2 separate regions of the Rattus norvegicus genome follow, and region 1 is linked to region 2. A link is a contact called in public Hi-C data. All regions are on one chromosome and are shown on one strand. Each heading gives the region's core, a stretch centred on a gene start, on an enhancer-like site or on the middle of the called end of the contact. The rest is flanking DNA. Distances are from core to core; before and after follow the strand shown.

Region 1 (6,915 bases), core at 1,546-4,045, 210 kb after region 2:
TCCATTGTATGGGCATACCGCATCTGCCTGTTGGCTGATGACCACTGATGCTGTTCCTCCTAAATGCACTGAATGAAGTTGCGAAGAAACTTTGTATCTACCTTTGTATGTGTACATGTTTTTATTTCTCTTGAGCAAACAACTGTAAGAGTAATGGTTAGGTCTTATAAACTAGTAAGTTTTTTTTTCTTATAAAGAAAAATATTTAATTGAGGGCCAGCTTTCAGTTCAGAGGCTTGGCCCACTGACATCATTGCAGGAAGCATGTCAGCATGCAGGCAGACGTAGTGCTGGAGAAGGAGCTCAGAGCTCTACCACTTGACCTGAAGGCAGCAGGAAGAGGGTAAATATTTAATCTTTAAATCTGCCAGGCTAGTTTAAAAGGACACATTGCATAATTTTGCCATGGCATCTACAATGTAACAATTAATGATATAGAACATCTTTTCATAGGGGTTGGGGATTTAGCTCAGTGGTAGAACGCTTGCCTAGCAAGCACAAGGCCCTGGGTTCGGTCCCCAGCTCTGGAAAAAAAAAAAAGAAAAAAAAAAGAACATCTTTTCGTAATGTTACTAGTCATTTGTCCATATTTTTTGAAAAAAGAAAAAGTATCTTTTCAATTGCTCTATTTTTAGCTTGGGCTTTTGTTGTTTTCTTGCTGAGTCATAAGAGTCATTATGTATTCTACAGTGTCCATACACGTAGAGGATTGTTAGTAGAGTGCCTTACACACAGTAGGCCCTCAACAAACTCCTGTTTGCTAAATGGTATGAACGGGAGTGGTTGGAACCTTTGGCTATGGGCGCACAGAATTATGACATTAAGAATTAGCTAATCTTTTTCTTTTCTTTTCTTTTCTTTCTTTCTTTTTTTTTCCAGCGCAGACTTCGAATTTAAAGGCTGGCTTGTGCTGCTCGCTTCCAGCTATTGATGGGGCCTTGGGCTGCATCATCCTCGGCTAGACTGGCAGCCAGTGCCCTGGAGCCTGTACAGGGCACTGGAGCCCTTTCATTCTCTTTCTTTCCCTTTGGCACAGAGAGTGTCTTGCGACAGGTTGAATAAGCAGCCTGAAATTTTGCCAGAGTCATGGGATGAGGAAACACAGGCAGGAGAAAAAGCATCTGGGCGAGGCTGGGCGTTGGGGGAGGGGCAGCGGAAGCTCACCATCACATGGTTTCCATGGTTCAAATGCGGTTAAAGGCCAGCATCAGTTCAAGCCCTTTCTTTAGTCTTTCGGGAAGCCTGGCCCTTCCCTTAGGTCGTTTGTTTAGTACGGTCTGGTGGGCTTGTTTGGTTACTTCCCCAAACCCACGAGCAAAGAGTTTTCTAGGTAGAACAGGGATGTGGTCGTTCCAGCCATGAGGGCAAGTGATTCCTCAGGGGACCGGCACCTGAACTTAAAAACTCTGGCTCCAATCAAATTGTCCCTGTGAAAATGCCCGACACTGAGTTGCCATACTGAGTAGAGATCGAGGGAGAAGTTAGGTGCCAGAGTTCTGTGTTCTCTTTTCCTGCCACTAGCCTGTGGAAACACATTTGAACGCACACGTACTTAGGCGTGCACGGGACTCGGGAGAGAGAGCAGGGCTGAAGTTATTAGGTCAGCAGTAGGAGCTAAGGTTGGATGGCTGGGTTAGATCTGAGCTGAGTTAGTGGGCACAGGGAAATGTGCCCCTCATAACTCTCTACTTAAAATTTCGCATCCAACACCCAAATCCTGCATGCCTTGGCTTCCCTTAATTTACATCATGATTGTCTTTTAGTGTTCTATGCAATTAGCTTATTTGTTATGTCTACTGTCTACTCTCTGCCTCCTTCACTCCCTGGTCTTAGGGGGAGGACTCCATGGTGCGTTGGTTGATTGCTGAAACCTTTCAACACAGCCAGTGGCTACTGAGGAATTAATTACTGGTAGTGAAAAATACTGCCCCCCCCCTCACTTCTTGCAATTGTCAGGAAGAGGAAGTGGCACCGGAGAGGGAACAGCTTGCATTACAACACGGGAGGGTGAGTACTACATCAGGAGACTGACCATGTCTCAGTTGCCCGTGGACGATGCCACTCCTCACTTGGTAAACGACAAGAGAGAAGCTCATTTTAGGTGATAAGTTTATGGGACTTCTGCACGGGGAGCATTTAAGAAACCCACAGCAACAATCATCTCCTGGTCACCGAACATCTTAGATGCTAAAAGCACTGACCATCAGCTCAGCTCTTCCCTTTTTTTCTATCCTTATCTGTGGCTCTTCCTTGGGAACTGTGAGAACAGAACTGAGCAAAATGTGACCCAAATGCTGGGTCAGCAACAGTGTTTGCCTTGTCATCTGCAGGGCTCTCTGCTAGTGAAAGGCTCTCTGCTAGGGGAGGTTTTCACTGTTCTGTTTATGTGACCTGAGTGTTTACCCAATGAGTGCGATCGATATGATCCTTTCACTGAGGAAGAGACTGAGCCGGAGGACAAATAACTCTGCAAAGACCTGTCTGCTCAGAGTCCTGGATCATATGACCCGAGAGGCTCCCTTCAGGGCTCTGCATTACTTTATGACCAGCAGGTTTTCCCCTTTATTTCCTACGACACACCCCACTCACTAGCATTTATTAATTGTACAAATTAGTAACGGGCTCTACTGTGACGTTTTACCCTTGGATCACACCATCCTTTGATTAGACTCATCTCTCTAGTACTCTTGTGCGTTCCTCCTGCTTTCCTTGACAGATGCCCAAGGAGAATGAAGGGAGCTGAAGAATCCAGCTCGGTCTGGTTCATAAAACAGTGCCAACAGCAGTTGTGTTTCTTGTCACGCTCCTCTGCCTCCCTCTAGTGGTGATCTAGCCTCAAATTGTGTGTGTGTGTGTGTGTGTGTGTGTGTGCGCGCGCGCGCGCGAGTGTGTGTGTGTGTGAGAGAGAGAGAGATGGTGTAATGTGTATGGTGTGTGTATATGTGTGCTATGTATAATGTGGCATGTGTATGTGTGAGATGTATATGGAGTGTGTGATGTGTATGTTGTATGTGTGCTTGTGCATGTGTGATATATATGGTATAATGTGTATGGTGTGCGTATGTATGGTATGTATGGTATGTATGGTGTGGTGTGTGTATGTGGTATGTGTGTGATGTACGTGGTATAATTATATGGTGTATGTGTGTTTTGTGTTGCATGTGTGCATGTGCATGTTGTAATGTGTATGGTGTGTGTATATGTAGTATGTATAGTGTGGTGTGTGATGTATATGGTATGTGTGTGATGTATGTATATGGTGTAATGTATATGGTGTGTGTGTGTGTGTGTGTGTGTGTGTGTGTGTGTGTGTGTACGTGTGTGATGGTTAATCTTTATTGCCAACCAGATGAGATTTAGGATCACAACAGAAACGGGTAGCTGGGCTTGTCTGTAAAGGGTTATCTAGAGTATATCAGCTGAGGTAGAACCCAGCCTAAGTGGCCCAGGTTGGGGTCCCAGACTGAGCAGAGGGGAAACTAAGCTGAGCAGCATCCTGCATCACTCTGCTTCCTGATGCAGATGCCACGTGGTCCGCTCCTCACACAGACACTGTCCTTTCCCGCTGTGGACTGTGAGTCAGAACAGCCCTTCCTTCCTTCCTTAGGGCGTTCTCAGGCTCTCTGTCACAGCACTATATCAAATGACGAACCCAACCAGTGTGTGCATACAGAAGAGAATGCCGTGTGTGTGTGTGTGTGTGTGTGTGTGTGTGTGTGTGTGTGTGTGTGTGTGTGTGTGACATATACACTGGACAGCTGTCTTTAATTACTAAAACAACAGCACGGGAGCTCCAAAGAAGCTGAGCTCTAATCCACTCTTTCCTCCTTCATTGCCTCCCTCCCTCCCTCTCCCCTTCCTCCCTCCCTTCCTCCTTCCCTTCACCTCTCCCTCCCTCCTTCCACTTCTCCCTCTTTCCTTCCCTTCACCCCTCCCTTCCTCCCTCCCCCCACTTCTCCTCCCTCCTCCCCCTTCCTCTTCTCCTTCTCTTCCTTCCTTCTTGTAGTTAAATATGTCACCCGCTCTATGCTCCCAGGTGGGAGTGTAGCTCCGCTAGTCCAGCCAGAGTGCTCTGGGTTCACGAATGAGACACGGGTGTGCAGCATTGTTTGGAATATGCTGCAACTAGCTCAAAGGCTGGGCCATTCCTGAACTTCCACGAGGCTAACACACTCCCCTCCGATGTTCTTGAATTACTACTTTCTAAGATCTATACTTTGTCTCTGCTACCCCAGGCCCAGTCGGGGGAGTAGTCCCTGGGGCTGCTTTTCCCTGATTCTTACATGGTTGGTTCTCTGTCTCCCACAGCTCTCATGTGTTTGCATCCTCTTCCTTCCTTCTGCCCTAGCAATTCTCCTTCTCCCTGGGAATCCTCAAAGTCCCACCTCTCTGCCCCTGCCCAGACATTGGCTGATGACTATTGACCAGTCAAAAAAACCCCCAACTTTTTGGCTAGGACCCTCAGCGGACAGAGAGACATGTGAATTCCTATGTGAGTCCAAATCAAATCCCCAACACTTCTCTCACACCTAAAGTGTGTGAAACCCTGTATTCAATACCGAGAATGCAAAGATAAAAGTTTGAGCTTGTATTTCCTGGACCAGGATGTTTTGACTTCTTTTCTGCAGGGAAGAAGATTTAAAAATTTTACAGAAGAGTGGAGGAAGCTACCCTTGCTATTGCTGTCATTTTAGTACAAGGCAAAACTATGATCCTGAGATGTCAATCCAGGAAATCAGTGGCTTTTAATGCAGTGTCTCTGTGCTGAATCCCAACTACTTTAGCGCTCTCTCTCTCTCTCTCTCTCTCTCTCTCTCTCTCTCTCTCTCTCTCTCCTTGTATTCCTCCACCAGTACTCTTTTACTTTATATTTTCTTCCTCTATCCCTCAGTGTACTGGGTAAAGATGCCAGGCACAGACTGGGCAGCTCCTAGTGGGTCCTGTTGCTTGCTCCCTGAAGAGATCAGTCAGAGATACACTGACTGAGATACATGCAGAGGTGGGGGTGGATGGGGAGTCGGACTTCTCGATAACCCTAAAGGATTTGCCAAGAGCATCCTAGTCAAAACAAAGGCAGGCTCTATGTAGGTAGACTCCTGTTTAGAACCAGAGGTAGAGGGAAGGGCTCTGAATGTTCTCACAAAGGCCCGTGTCACTCCTCTTATTCCGATCTTCTGATAACTGTGGAGTCTTACTCGGGGCTTTATCATGGCTGTTCTGGTTCCTGAGTCTCTGGCTGGTCTCCAGGTTGCTGCTGACCTTGTTAGAGATCACGTGAGATTACTGATAACCACAGACATGACTCTGGGTATGTGATAGTAGCTCGGAGGACCTAGCGTGTCTGACACACTGTCGCAGATAGTTCTAATCTAGGCACAGCTTGCTCACAAACCTGAGTGAGAGTGTTTACCTCTCCCACTAGAGCAGAAACAGCCAAGTGCTTTAATGCTGCTGATTGACTTTCTTCCCTATATTTGGAACATACTTGGGCATCAATAATTCCTCATTTCATAAAGAAAAGGAGGAATGGCTTGGTGGTGTAGAGCTGTGATCCTGGGAATACAGGCTCAAAGGCTGGGGCTGGAAGGCTGAAGTTTTGAGATCAGCTTGGGTTACAAAGGAGCTCACGTCTGTATTATATAGCCACCCCCAATCCCCACAAATAAAATAAAAGAAAGCATGAATAATTATTGACTTCAACAATACTTACTTCTCACACACAATTTTTTTTCCTAAGGAGAGCCGACAGGAACGCACAGTACGAGGATCTCAGGAGAGGTCCCTGTAGCGCAGTGAACTTTATTGATGTTATTCAAGAGAGTAAGGAGGGCTCCCTAGACTCCTCCTGTTCTTATGGGGGTCTGGGATAGAAATTGTGAGACACATTCTCAGTGTTGGGGGCCGAGTTGGGATGGGGACTCCTCAGCAACTGAGGGCCTCTCCCTTGCACTCAAGAAACTAAATCTCTTTGGCTTTTTTGTCTGTGACAAAAAAGGACATTTAAGAGAAAGCAAAAGAGGCCAGGGTACGAAGCCAAAAAGAGCAGGGGGCTGACTGGTTTTGATTTTCTTTTTAAAGTGTCCGTAGATTCTGATGACTGAGAGACAATTTTCAGGTCCTATGGTACGAACAGGAATAAAAAAAAGACATTTACAAATTTCACACAAAGTTGGAAGGTAAACACAGCGTGGGCTGGGGCGGAAATAAGATGTATTGGACATGTCTGCTATTGTCAAAGTTTTTAAAGATTTACTTATTATATATAAGTGCACTGTCGCTGTCTTCAGACTCACCAGAAGAGGGCATCGGATCCCATTACAGATGGTCGTGAGCCACCATGTGGTTGCTGGGATTTGAACTCAGGACCCCTGGAAGAGCAGTCAGTGCTCTTAACCACTGAGCCATCTCGAGCCCATGAATTTTTTTTTTTTAAAACTATTGGGGTTGGGGATTTAGCTCAGTGGTAGAGCGCTTGCCTAGCAAGCGGAAGGCCCTGGGTTCGGTCCCCAGCTCCGAAAAAAAGAAAAAAAAAAACTATTAATTTCTACCCTTTTGGTTGCCACACGTAGTTAAGGGCAAAAATCTAATGGAATTAAAAACTAGTCAGGAAAGAGGAGTGTATGCATATAGTACTTGACAAAATGCAGCTTAAGGCATAACTAATGAGTTCTCAATCATGGTAGAAGAGTGGGAGTTGCTGTTGAAGTCACAGGAGACAACCTGGTCCTCAGTGTAGCCCAAGATACCCGTTAGTGGGCTCTCGGATCAACAGCAACTCCCACTCCTCCACCTTTGATGCTGGGGCTGGCATTGCTCTCCATGACAACTTTGTAAAGCTCATTTCCCGGAATACGGCTACAGCCACAGGGTGGTGGTCCTCATGGCCTACATGGCTTCCAAGGAGTAAGAAACCCT
Region 2 (6,990 bases), core at 1,201-3,700:
AGTTCAAGACCAGCCTGGGTTCCATAGAGAGTTCCAGGGCAGTCATAGATACACAGTGAGACCCTGTTTCAAACAACAACAGTAGCAAAACAATCCTCTTAAATAAGTCAGTGTGTATTCTACCAAGACTCTGGCGTGCTGGTGCCGTGTCATTTCCTGTGGCTTAGATGTCACTGGAGAGTGCCAGAGGGAATCCATTTTTAGCTGGGATCATGTTTTTGTTAGATGCTGGTTTATGTGAAAGCTTCTTCACTAGATCATTTGACTGAGCGAAAGGTCACATAGCTGCTACTGCTGTATAGGAAACCAATTTATTTTCTAACCTTAAAAAACTCCCAAGTACTGGCTTCAGAATGAATCCTCATAAGTAACAACACTTGGTACAATGTTGGTGCATCTCAGCAACAAGTAACTTTACTGAGCAAGGGGACAGAAAGTCCTTTTTAAATGTTCTGTGGCTGTGTACTTCTTCCGGGGCTTCTGTTATAAATAACCGGATGACTGGTAAGACCTCTTAAAAACCAGGCTGTAGGCTGGTGAGGTGGTTCTGTGGGGAAAGGCACTTGCTGCCAAGTCTAATGACCTGAATGGGACCCCAGACATTCCCAGAAGGAGAGAATAGACTCCAGAAAGATGTCCTCCGACCTCCATGTATGCCTTTAGGCACATGACCCCTGTCCCCACATATAGATAAAAGTTAAAAATTAAAACACTTCTCTTGTTTTGGTGCCAAAGATGCAGAGGTAGAAGAAAAGTCATGAGTTCCATGCCAGCCTACATGTTTGGCGGAGTTGAGCATTAATACGATGAGGGCGGCCTTTAAGTGCTCAAAAAATTAAAAATTATGCTTTGTGATTTGATTATGGTGGCCCTGTAATCTTAGCACTCAAGAAGATGAAGCTGGAGGATTTCTGTAAGTTCAAAGCCTGCCTGGGCTACATAGCAAGTTTCAGGCTAATATAACTGTTGTTGGCAATGGTAGTTATTTCTGTGGGACTGCTGGGTCTCAGGGCTGGCTGTAGGGTCACGTCTATGAGGCTGCATCAGGCATCTGATACACACGAAAGATGCTGTCCTCCACACAATTTTAGATGTGCAATGGGTGAAGGAACGTCAAATATTCCTGGTAATATTTCCTTCTAAACTTGCCTCTCAGAACTTGGAAGTCCGAGGTGGGGGATTACTTGTATGTTCAAGGCCAGCCCAGCCGCCATGACCAGCTTCAGGTTATTTTAATTAGAAAGTAAAATTCTTAATGATAACATCTGATGACCACCGGGAGCTGTGGCATTTTGTGAAGAGCAATCAGTAAGGTCAAATACCAGAGCTCCTGGGGCTTTAGGAAGTGTCTGCACAGATAAGGAAATTCAGAAGGAAATACCACCATGGATATTTGATGTTCTTTTAACCGTTGCCCAATGAACGTGTACTAGTTTAAAAAACAAAAAACAACAAAAAAAGTAATTTTCTGTATCTTTTAATCTTTGCCCAATGAGCACGTACGACTTTAAAAAACAAAAAGTAAATTTTTTTGTATCTGGGCATGGAGGTGCACATCTGAAATCCAGCGCCAGCATGAAGAGGTTGGACAGCTTAAAGCAGAAGGAACTTCGTTTTGAGGGCAGCCTAGTTACATAGCAGGGCCCTGTCCCTCCAAATGATAATAATAATAGCAAGGTACAATGACATACATGTATGAACATCTTATAGTGAAACCCATTATTTTGTATGCTTGCTAAAATTTAAATGAAAAAACCCTCACATTTTAAAACCAGTGTTTGAGATGGAGCCTCATGTAGCCCAGATTGTCTTCTAACTCACTATAATATGACCCCGAAATTCTGATCTTCCTGCCTCTGCCTTCCAAGTGCTGTGCTTACAGTTGCGGACTACCGCCACATTTGGCTTCCGAAAATTAATCATTAACTTGTTTGTTTGGTCTCACCGCTAGCTTTGGCTTGTCTGGAGCTCCTTGTGTAAATCAGGCTGGCTTAAAACTCCTAGAAATCCACCAGGCTCTGCCTGGAGAGTGTGGGGATTAAAGACCTGTCTGGTTCAAAAAGTAACAGAAGGCAAAAACAAAACAAAACCACACCTCAGTGGATTGGATGTCAACACTTGGAACTTTTTTATTCCGCCTATGATTTCTGAGAGTAGGTATTGGGGTTGGGAGCGATGAAGAAGGTAGGCTTAAGTCCTGAAGTGGTTACCAGGGAAGAGGACCGGGAAGAACCCGACACCCCAACCTGGTGTAGGGGAGGAACCCTATCTCCGAGATCCCAAGCGGGGACACGTGGACCGTATCCTCTACTGTATTCACTCACAGAAAAGTGATGGGCACCGCTTTGCAGCCTAAGCAGAGCCCGCCAGCAGTCTCAGCGTCCTGAAGAGGTCAGGCCGGGACTCTCCGCGGCTGGCAACAAAGGGGCGTGGCCTCGAGGCAGGTCTGCGTAGATTGGCTGCGGCGCACGTCCGGCCCACGAGCTGGTCAGCGCACGCTCCTCCCCTCCGGGGCCTGCCGCACGCTGAGTTCACGTGCGGGTCTGTCCTACCAGTTGTCGCACGCACGTGTCTGTGCACTGCAGGCACGGGTGGAGGAGGGCTTGCAGCCCCTGGGCTTCCCGCCTTTGCTGGCCCGCTAGGTCGCCTTCCTGGCAAAGGGAATTTTCCAAGAAGGCCAGGGTGCCGCGACGCTTTGTAAATACTGTAGAGGAACCTGCCAGCCGGGTGCGGCCGGGGTGGGCATGTAAACCCTACAAGAGGAAAACAGTTACCAGGAGAGCTCTTTTTTTTTTTTTTTTAATCTATTTGTGCTCTTTTTTTCTAATTTTTTTAAATTTTGAAACCTTGAACTTGGGCGATTGCCTAAGAGCACAGAGTGTTTTTAATCTTCGACAGTAGTACAATTACTTGGCAGCAGGGTGTGCCAACCCACCCTGATCACGGACTCGATGTTCTGCTGGGCATTTGTGTAAATAAGTCACGGAAACCCGCTGTGAGAAGACGGCTTCCGACCTAAATGATCGCTTTGGTCCAGAAACGAGGAAACCAAAGCTATCTTTCAGGCACCAGCTCTGAAAACCCCTGAGGCTGCCCCTTACCCTCTCAGTTCATGGGACCTAGAATACATAGCGTCTGTGATTACGCACAACACTTAGCTAAGAGGACAGAAAGAATTGCTGAGCTGGTAAGAGTGCAAATGTCATGTAAGGCTTTCTTGTAAGCAGTGGGGATGCAAGTTGAGGGCAGGATAGGGAGGGGAGGCACATGATTTCTATCTGCTAGTACTTGGAAGGCTGGGTAAACAGGAGGTTATATTGGTCTTGTTTTTGTCTCGGGACATAAACTTATGGGAGCCAAATTTGAGGTCTGTTACTGAAAAAGTATAGGGTTCTGTCCAGGAATCTGGTCGAGCTAGATGTCCACATTTCATTCAATAGAGAATGAGTGGCTAAGACTCAGTTCTCATCTTCCATACCTCACGCCTTTGTGTCTTCATAAAGCATCTATCTTGACCGATAGATAGATAGATAGATAGATAGATAGATAGATAGATAGATAGATAATAGACAGATAGATGGATGACCTTGCAAAAAAAGTGATATTGCCAGGAGGGTTTCTGCCCTGATTTATCACTTTGGTTTTTTTTTTTTTTTTTCTTTCTTTTTTTCGGAGCTGGGGACTGAACCCAGGGCCTTGCGCTTGCTAGGCAGACGCTCTACCACTGAGCTAAATCCCCAATCCCGATTTATCACTTTGGACTGGAAGCTTTTGTTGCTGCTTTAAGTCCAGGTGGAAAAGGACTGTCCTGCACTAGGAAAGGATCCCCCATAGCCACCCCACCAGGGAGTGTGATCCTGACTGAGCCTTTAACAAATACAAAGGAATTGTTATATCTACCGCTGTTCATTGTTTCCACTGCCCCAGTTTTCTCACCCTTCCCCTCCTCGAGGTTGATTAGATCTGAAGAACTGGGTCTGAAGGACTGACTTTGACCTGAGTACCTATTACAAGGAAGATAACACCAAATCTAGTTCCCTAAAAAGTCCGGAGGGAGGTGCTGGTCAGAGTCAGCTCCGAGTTCCCTACATTGTGCTATTTTGGACTTGAAGGATATCTAGATAGGATGATATCTGTATAATCCTAGTAGGTAGTCAGGAGGTCAGGAGTTCAAGGCCAACCTTAGCTTCATAGCAAGTTAGAGACCAGCCTGGACTACTTGAGATCTTGAAATCTTGTCTTTAAAAGATGAACACACATAAATACACAAACAGGCCTGCCCCTGGGATACCAGAGGGTACTATTATCCCTTATCTAAGGCAGAAACAGGAGGATTGCTAGGAGTTGAGGGCCGTGTGAGCTACAAAGTATGAATTCCAGGCCAGCCTGGGCTACAACTGAAGCATGAACCTTCAGAGGTGCCAAATGTTTTAGATAAACTTTTCTTTCTGTGTTTTTCTTTTTGAGACAGGGCCTCGTGTAGCACAGACTTTTAAACAACTAAGAACCCATCCAGAAAATACCAAAGTTTCGTTTGTTTGGTGGGTTTTTGTTTGTGTTTTGCTTAGAAGGATTTACCCAAGGAAGCATTCATACCTGGTTGCTTCTCTGCACTGAGTGCTGTGCTGTCTTTTGTTTTTGTTTTTTGTTTTTAGAATCCCTGAAATAATGTTGGCCTGCTGGGCATTAGACGGCCCTTGGGGAGAGCACCTTTTGCATTCTTACTCTTGGCCTGGAAGGTAATGGGTGTCTGCAGTTAGAAGTAAAGCAAGATCTTGGTGAATGGAACAGCTAAAACTAAGCCACCGTGAGTCAATGGATGTGTCGAAGACTGGCGTCAGCATTGAATACAGAGTGGATCGTCTTTCCTTGAGAGACTTGATTTTAATGGGGGTGGCGTGGGGGAGACTGCTGACCGGTGCCTCGGAGTTGTGGTGAGAAGGGAAGGGAGAACTCCTGGGATCTGCAGAAAGGCTTACAGGTTACATGGAATCTCGCTAGGGATTGTAGCTCAACTGGTAGAGCATTGCGTGCATGGATCCCTGGGCTACGTCTGTCGCACTACACGGCCTGGGAGTGGTGGTACATGGTTTCAATCCCAGAACACTGGAGGATCAGGTGTTCTGATCATCCTTAACTATCTAGGGAGTTTGAGACCAGCCAGGCGGGAATGAGATCCTGTTTTAGAAGCAAGCAGCTAGATGTGATGACACACACCTTTAATCCCAGCACTGGGGAGGCAGATGCAGGTGGATCTGGGAGTTTAAGGCCAGCCTGATCTACACAGTGAGTTCCAGGGCAGCCAGAGCTATACACTGAGGCCATGACTCAAAAAATAAACAACTCACCTAGAACACATTGGCACTTCTCAATGTTCATATTTAAGACAAAGCCCAGATGGTGAACTGACCAGGAGGGTCATAGACCAGAAGAGGGACTGTCTCTGCCTGTCTCTCAAGTGTACATTTTTATAAGGTTGGGTTTTTGTTGGTTTTTTTTTTTTTTCATTCCCCTTGCATGTGTGTTTTTTAAGGCTTTCCCAGTCTTTTTTAGGTCCCAGTTCTAGAACGTTGGGATTGAAAGTTTTGTGGTTTTGTTTGAGACAGGATCTTGCTGTGTATCAGAAGCAATGAATCCAGGCACGCTCACCCTCTCAATGACCCTCCTACCTCAGCCTCCCCGGTGTCAGGATTATAGGAAGGTACCTTTGAACTGGGCTATCTGATTTTGCTTTTAAGCAAAAGAACCTTGTTTACCAGAGCTCCAGAAATAGATACTTTGTCTCAAGACAGGGTGTAGCATTCTCTAAACATAGCTGGCGCTCCTTTGTCACTCTATCGTGTGTGGTTCATTAGATTGCTGGGTGGTCTATTAGAAAGTAGCTGACTAGCGACCATCCAAGTGTTTTCTCTCCTGTTCCTCTGGTTTTTGTTTGACAGGATAGATGTTTTTTTGAAACAGGTCTCCTGTAGCTCAGACTGGACTGGAACTCATCTTTCCTTGATTGTCTTTAAACTTGTGTCAATGCTCCTGCCTCAGCATATTTTTTTAAAAGATTTATTTATTTTTATTTTATGCGCATTGGTGTTTTGACTGCATGTGTGTCTGTGTGAGAGTAGCAGATCCCCTGGGACCAGAGTCACAGACAGTTGTGAGCTGCCATGTGGGTGCTGGGATTTAAACCCAGGACCTCTGGAAGAGCCGCCAGTGCTCTTAACCACTGATCCATCTCTCTAGCCCATTATTATCATTATCATTATTGTTATTATTATTATTATTTTAAATTTTAACTGGACATTGTGGCACATCCCTTTGGTACCTGCCATCAGGATGCAGAGGCAGGCAGATCCCCTCCAGTTTAAGGCCAACCTGGTTTACATTTGAGTTCTAGGACATCCAGGGCTACATAGAGAGACCCTGTTTTAAAAAATTGTGTGTGTGTGTGTGTGTGTGTGCGCGCGCGCGTGCACGCGCACGCGCACGACTTGGTATCTATATGTATATGGGACCTTTAGAGGTCAGAAGAGGTTATCAGCTCCCCCAGAACTGTAGCTACATGAAAGTTGTCACAAGACCTTTTATTGTTCTTTTTTTTTTTTTTCCTCCGGAGCTGGGGACCAAACCCAGGGCCTTGCGTTTGCTAGGCAAGTGCTATACCACTGAGCTAAATCCCCAACCCCTTATTGTTCTTTTTGAGACAGGGTTTCTCTATGTATCCCTGGGTTTCCTGGAACTTGCTGGGTAGACCAGGCTGGCCTCAAATCTGCCTGCCTTGGCATGTGCCTGCTGTTTGGTTGGTTGGTTTTGTGTGTGTGGTTTTGTTTGTTTGCTTGTTTTGTCTTTTATTTTGTTGAGACAGGGTTTCTCTATGTAGCCCCGGAGGTCTTGAAATTATATGTGTAGCCCAGGCTGTCCTAGAACTTACCTACTGCAGCCTCTGAGCTCTGATATTAGGGGAGCGTGCCAGCCTTATCCTTAACTCATCTTTCT

The links. A called contact is a pair of places that touch in the nucleus more often than the background predicts.
Region 1: a contact with region 2 is called in a Hi-C map of liver, with 2.6 times the contacts expected there. The contact joins two enhancer-like sites. A contact is called at or near these places in 9 of 12 Hi-C or Micro-C datasets (Schwann cells, frontal cortex, hepatocytes and 4 more) and 1 of 1 datasets of contacts at active chromatin or transcription factors (oligodendrocytes).

Annotation. Positions count from the first base shown.
Region 1 is chr17:72,114,941-72,121,855 of GRCr8, forward strand. No RefSeq gene overlaps it. Among named protein-coding and RNA genes, the nearest start is that of Prkcq, 170 kb to the right of the region's middle. Within about 2 kb of position 2,796, at least 42 of the 93 cell types and tissues checked have an H3K27ac peak or open chromatin away from gene starts, as enhancers often do. A contact at or near this core is called in hepatocytes and liver, where this site is marked.
Region 2 is chr17:71,909,296-71,916,285 of GRCr8, forward strand. It overlaps a transcript of Pfkfb3 not described here. Among named protein-coding and RNA genes, the nearest start is that of Pfkfb3, 32 kb to the right of the region's middle. Within about 2 kb of position 2,451, at least 67 of the 93 cell types and tissues checked have an H3K27ac peak or open chromatin away from gene starts, as enhancers often do. A contact at or near this core is called in hepatocytes and liver, where this site is marked.